Linked DNA regions of Danio rerio: region 2 is linked to region 1. The links are chromatin contacts, called in public Hi-C maps. All regions are on one chromosome and are shown on one strand. Each heading gives the region's core, a stretch centred on a gene start, on an enhancer-like site or on the middle of the called end of the contact. The rest is flanking DNA. Distances are from core to core; before and after follow the strand shown.

Region 1 (3,520 bases), core at 497-2,996:
GAGAGGCTTTTAGGTTCCTCAACGAACTTGAAATGCTGAACACTTTGCAGCACATTTAAAATGATCTATGACAATGTTGATTTGAGAAGCGAGAGGCCTAATCTAATAGCCAGATGCACCGATTAGAGTGTTTCATCGAAAATGCCCAAAGTGTGGTGTTGCAGTGCTAAAACTGATCTGAAGTGGCAATTCAATCAGCTAACAAGTACAAAACCTCCCGAGTCATTTCTCTATAGTTTGTATCCAGTAAAAATGATTGTGCATCAGAATTGTCTTATGATCTCTGAGTTAAAACATCTCAGTCTCCACGCCTTCTAATGGCTGGTTCACAACTACCTGATGGGAGAATCTGGAGTGATCATGCAAACAACCACAACCACAAATTTAAAAAAGATTGAACAACATGACACATCAGTGATCACAGGCAGCGAACGTGAGGTTTAGCCACTAAATAAAGAGACAAACAACACCGGAAGGTCTCTCTGTTTCCACACATGCTGAAAGTCCATATTTCAGGTCTCTGTACACAATCAGGGTTGCGCAAAAAGCAAGGACGAATCAATATGCAAGTGTTGCGCTTGTGAGACGAAACCACAAGAGAAGTTAGGGTTTCAGCAGAAGCGTTATCAAAAAGGACTGTCCATCAAACTTATATCAGTTCAAGCGGACAGGAAAGAGTTAGTATGATCCAAATACAATCTTGAATTTCTAATTAGCAAACGACAAAATAATATTTTATTTACTATTTTAACAGAATACAAAGAAATTAAACACATCAACACATTGTTCTATCAAGCAATCAGAAGAAAATACTGTTTTTTGCAAGTCTAAGATGTGCATTGTGTACACACACACACACACAGCTATTAAGCTTTCCGTGCCATATGTCACTTTTAACAGTAACAGTAAGAATATCAGTCCCCTCTCAGACAAGACAAGGAACAATTGTCATTGCACTCATGCTTGGCTAAAGGGCAACCTAATTTAAATGAAAGGTTTTTCTATTGTCCAAAATAATCTTTTGAATCTGGAGGGGCTGCGTGGCCATAAATTATGAATTTGGCTGGAGTGACAGCAAGACCATAAGGCTACAGGCAGCACTATTCACAAAAGAAAAAAAAGAAAAGATTGCTAATCATTATACTGCTGTATATACTTATACATTAACTATGACACATATATTTAATACAATGGTCTCCTTGTTTATATAACCACAACGAATAGCTATAAAAGTGTATATAGAAAACAACTGCAAAGCTTCAGTTTGCCTGTAACTATACATATGTGTATTGTTTTTGTTTCATTGGGCATGGACACATCAGGGTTTGATATAGGCTAGATAAAGCAGATGAGTGCCAGTGACAGCTCGGCTGATGTCCTATACAGTTCAATTCAAAAGCTGGCACGTGCCAAGTCCGTATTATTTTCTCCCGTGACATATCATATGAGACGCAAGAAGAGCAGCTTTTTAAAAAAAGACTAATGAAGTTACGATCGATTAAAATAAGAAATGGGGGTGTCCTGTTCTCCCCAAAGGAAAGTAGGCAGAGATGCGGTTGTTACGGACGTTAATGCAAATACATTGTAACGCTGCAACACTTTGTGGTTGTATGTAAATAAACGTACCTGGTCTGGTAGATCCGTCACGACAGACGATTAGTGGGTTACACAAAAACTCTTTGTAGACGAGGACCACCGCACAGACGTGCGATTCGCTTGAGCTGGTCCATTCACCGCTTTAAAATGCGACACTCTGGACGTCTCGACGCTGCGCTCAACACAACTGTATCTCCCAGAGAGCGCGTCACCTTCACTGGGTTGCCAGATGCTCGCTGTATGACCACGACTTCATATAGATGTTTCCATTAAATCACGGTGTCAAACAAGCACGGCCTGAATTTGGTGGATTTTATAAAGATTCCCACATTTGAATGAGACAACTACTTAAAACGCGCAATCTTAAATCTAAATCACTGAGGAGAAATTCCCTCCGACCGTGTAAAACACAGCGGGTTTGCGCGAGGAGCTTTTATCCCACACAGGCAACTCCTTTACTGGTTCACGGTCTGTGGAAAAATTTTAATAGCAGCAGCCTCATTGGCTTATACGCTATATGACGGAAACATTTTGACGACTGCTATTGGTTGTTGGCTTTAACCCCGCCCTCTTTTGTTGTGTTTTGCAAGAGAGCCCCGTGCTGATACAAGGGTCTTAAAGGGACAGCACATGGTGCCTGAGAAAATAAGACTTTGGCTTATTTCAGTTTTTTCACTTGAATAGATGTCACGAATAGAGTTAAATGATAAACAACTGAAATTATTTGTAATTACAGAAACAAGATCATATTTTTATTACATAAAACATATATCTATTTTAGGCACATAAATATTTAGAAAACATTCACAAATAGTCAGATGTGATGTTTGCACTCATTGCAAAAATTCTGACTCAATGCATTTATTCTATTTACTAAACAGTTAAAGGGCATCTAAGGTAGGTGTCTTTTTTGTCTTCAGTTAAAAAGATCTTAATCTGAACCCTTTCCAGAAGACACAAAACTTCATAATGTGTTAATATTAGGCTAGATTTAGGTCACAAGCATCTAAGGACAATGTTATTTTGATGTCCAATAGCGATGTGAAATTTCTGGCTGGAGTTATAGATATTTTTCACCACTTTGGTGACCCGAAAAGATGGATTATACATTTTAGGTTTGATTTTCTTGCCAAGAATTAAAAAACTCAAAAGTATGATAATTACAACATGACTTGAATCCAGCTTGTTGTCTCTGCAGATGTTGCAGTTAAAGGTTCAGTTACATTAGAAAAAAAAAACAAATCTGTAATATTTTGACAGGAAAAATGCCAATTTTCAATTGTGAAGCAAAAGTGATCTCACTGTGAAATCTACAGAGGAAAATTGCTCTACCCTGATATTTCTCATTGTAGATTAAAGTCACTGTATTTGGAGGGTTACTTCCAAACTGTGCATTTTAATTTAGTAAAAATCTGGCAAATCTGTGGGTTAACAAATATTATTCCAGTGGTGTTTCTAACCTTTATCGGTATCAAAAAACAACAACAAAAAAAAAGAGGGTTTTTTTATAAAACTATCATCACCAGTTGTGGTTAAACAGCTGATAGAAATTAATTACATGAAGGAAATAGGATGTCAAGTTAAGTCAGTTTTCCATAAGCTCCATGGTCAGACAATGATTTACCAGAAGCAATCAGAGTGTGATTCAGAAGCCAGAAACACATTTCAGACAAAATACAAGAACGTTTTGACTTAATATCGGACAGAATTAAAACAACAGTGCCTTTTTTGTCTATTCACCTTGTCTGTCTGCAATAATGTTTTTAATAATTTATTTGGAGCAAGTATTAATGTTGTGTGGATTCTTCCAATCTATTTAACAGACAGCTAAAGCATATATGAAAAGACTGATCATTTTGAAAGTGTACTAGCTACTTTTTAAGGGTAAATACAATGATGAATAAAAAGTACATGAAATGTACTG
Region 2 (3,520 bases), core at 361-2,860, 71 kb after region 1:
ACACATATGCATAAATTACATGTAAATGCATCAGCTTTTTACCACCACTGATATGTCTATTATCAATTGAATCAAAATGAGTGTACATTTTTTCTATATGTAATGTTTTTTAATTTGATGATTTTGTTATAGTAAGTTATATTCATTCATGCTTCATTCATTCATTATATTAATTAATTCATGCTTAAAATCCATTTACAACCTTTTAACAAATTTTTATAAAAAGTGCACAAAATATTGTTTTAAATTTTTAAGTAAAATATTAATTTTCATATTCTTTCGGCTTATTCCCTTTATTAATCATGGGTCACCACAGCGGAATGAACCGCCAACCTATCCAGCATATGTTTTTACGCAGCGGATAGCCTTCCAGCTGCAACCCAGTACTGGGAAACACCCATCTCATTCACACCTATTACACTGCAGTTTAGTTTTTTCAAGTCACCTATAGTGCATGTATTCAAGTCTTTGGACTATAAATGGGGAAACTGGAGCACCCGGAGGAAAGCCACATGAACAAGGGGAGAACATTCAAACTCCACACAGAAATGCCTTTTTTTTCAAGCCCAAATATTTAATCCAAAAAACTAATCGTAGACTCAGCAACTGCGTTTGTCAATATTTTAACCAAATTTGGGGTTGAAAAACTGCATTTTTTAGAGTGTTGTAATCTGACACTTGAATACAAATAGTTATTATCATGCTAAACAAAGGAAAAATGTCAATGGAGTAAGAACTTAATTCAAAGAAAAACTAAATTAATTGTATACCACATTTACATACGAAGAGTTAGATGCAAAAAATCTTTAAGTGCCTCCTGAAAATTTCACCTAAAATTCTTCTTCTTCTCAGACTACTATTTAGTTGAGTAATTTCCCTTTTATGTCAATTAATATGTTATTTTCATTGCCCATAATGTGAAATTAGTCAACATAAATATAGGAGTCTCGGAAAAATGCTCATTTTAGAGGAAAATTTCAAATGGCACTTAGAGGTTTTTGCATCTGAGGTTTTTGCATCTGAACTCAAACTTCATATATTTTTCAGGTTTTAAGCATGTAGAAATGTTTAGAATGTTTTATGCAAAAAAAAAAAAACTCTTTTTGTTGTAGTGAGTGTTTTGCCAGCAGAGGATGCTCTTCGTTGTCAAATTGTAAACAACATTGTTTTTTTTAATGTTCGTAACAAGAGTCGCCGACAGGGGGAGCACTATGACCTGTCAGATATGTTTTTGTACTGTTAAAGATAAATTAGCATTATAGTCTATCATAGTGTGATTATCATCACTTTGTGTATTTGTTCAGCATTATGAACGTTTAAAGTCCATGTATTGTTTTATCTTATTCGTTCATTTCTTTAAAATATTCAACTACAGTCTTGATCTCTCTTTAAAACTATATACTGACTTTTTAACGTACACATTTCACGTTTGCACTACGTCCTAGAGATGTTCTTCTCACGTGTATATACTCGGATTTCGTGCAGCCCTTAGCCAGGCTTTGTTTTGCAAGCCTGAGACCTATTTTTCACGGCGGAGGGCGTCGCACTCGTGTGCGCGGAGGAACACGATATGATGGTCTCGTTCTCCTGCGAGAGGAGAGCTCTTCTGTCATTGTAATGCTGCAACTGTGCGATCAAGATCAAATTCCTCTCCGAACGAACAGAAGATAAAACGATAAACTCCGTTCACATAACGGATCGTGCTTTTAACGTCTTTTTTACGCTTTTGTTAAAAGCGAAGCACTGATGTTTTTCTGCATTGTCCCTCGATATCGAAAGCAGGACAGACGGGTGAACTGAAGAAATGGTGTATTGTTACCCAGCACTCATATGGATCTGAAGGAGATAATCTTATTTTTGCAGATGGACAGATGACTATTACATTAAACGCATCGGGGAACGGTGCTCTGGATCGCTTGTTTTGTAAACTAACCTGCTAGAATTTTAGCGACGCGTTTTGACTGTGTAAAATAGATGTGGGAGCACTTCTAGACATTATTTATTGAGATTTAACGTTACCTGCTGTGTTGTCATTATAAACATTGCTGTATTGTCGCTTGCTGGCTGTCATTGTAGCCAGCTCGCGATGGGCAACTCAGTGACCCGCCGCGCAGTTATTGACTTAACGAGGCACTGTTACAGCACGAGAGTGAGGGCGTTTGCAACCTCTTTCTTTCCTTTTAAACTGAACTGACAACATGTAGCTCGGAAACTATACATCTTAGTTGGATTAATAGCTATTTCATCAAGCTATTTTGCGAAATGCCTTGTTAACTGGAGTCAGAGAGCGACAACGAAAATAGTTATGCGCATCTAGCATCTAACGTTAGTCACTTAAACTTCACACTTAGCTTTGTTTTGATTCTTGATTGTCAGCCAGACGGTTATAAATAAACTCTCAAGTATACTATATAGTCTCTAGCATTGATAATTTGGGGATGACAGTGTTCTTGAACAGACTGTCGCCAGGATTACAGAGAGTTTGAGGAACTTGTCCCTATAGCAGCCTCTCCATCTCAAGCTGTTGTGTATCATCACCGGACACCTGCCAAAAATATGGAGACGGTGGGAGATTTTGAATACAGCCGAAAAGACCTCATCGGACACGGAGCCTTTGCGGTCGTCTTCAAGGGAAGACATAAAAAGGTAAATAAGCACTCGTCTTATATTCACAGCAAGTCTGGGCCATGCTCGTTGAATCCCCATGGGTATAAATGTCATATTAATTACATTGATGTAATTTAATTTAATAGGGATGAATATAGATTTGTTTAATTTATGCATTGCGTTTTTTGCACGTCGTCTTGTGTGAGATGTCGTGCTCATCGCAGTGATTATAAACCGTGGGTTGTTTTTTATGTAACGTGTGCTTGAATAGGTCACATACTGCTGGAGTCATTCATTCATAAAACAGCCTGCGTGAATAAGCTGTCTGACGTCAATACGACTGACCGGTCTACTTTGGGCGGAGGGACGCACATTTTGCTCTTATTTTTGCATCAGGACTAAAGCTGTTTTAGCGTTATATGTTTGTTTACCATATTTTAACTGTTGTTGCATCCAGTGTTTTGAAAGCATCGCCAGACATGACTGTTGTATTGAAATGAAATGAATATATTTCGTTGATCATTTTTATAATGGGACTTTATGCCACTTAATTATATGTGTGCAGCGGTTATAATCCATTTATAACACGTTTTCTTGGATATATCTGAAATATAATGTACAACTTCTGCTGTCATAAATCTTGGAAGTTTATTTTTATGCATTGCAAATTGCATGAAATACTGTTTTCAGATTTAATATGCAATATTCATTGTACAATATATGTTAAACTCAAAATCTGTATGACAATCAAAGCCATAAAACTAAACAAAATGTGTTTTTAATCACAGGTAAAACAGAAAATAAAATAAAACGAGTTTTTAGTATTTTTTTTTTTATTGTGCATAGTACCCAATGTACACATGTAGAAATACTTAATGCATTGAGATGTTTTGACACATTTTGCTCTTATTTT

Evidence for each region. Hi-C and Micro-C count contacts between places; a contact is called where the count stands out from the background.
Region 2: a Hi-C map of hematopoietic stem cells shows a contact between it and region 1, with 2.1 times the contacts expected there. The contact joins the promoter of ulk2 here to the promoter of tpst1 in region 1. A contact is called at or near these places in 1 of 18 Hi-C or Micro-C datasets (hematopoietic stem cells) and 1 of 4 datasets of contacts at active chromatin or transcription factors (embryo).

Annotation. Positions count from the first base shown.
Region 1 is chr15:23,238,265-23,241,784 of GRCz12tu, forward strand. It overlaps tpst1 (tyrosylprotein sulfotransferase 1), which reads right to left and starts at 1,747. Exons shown (of 5, transcript NM_131403.1): 1 at 1,627-1,747.
Region 2 is chr15:23,309,310-23,312,829 of GRCz12tu, forward strand. ulk2 (unc-51 like autophagy activating kinase 2) reads left to right here and starts at 1,611. Exons shown (of 27, transcript XM_002664615.7): 1 at 1,611-2,646. The coding sequence starts at 2,557.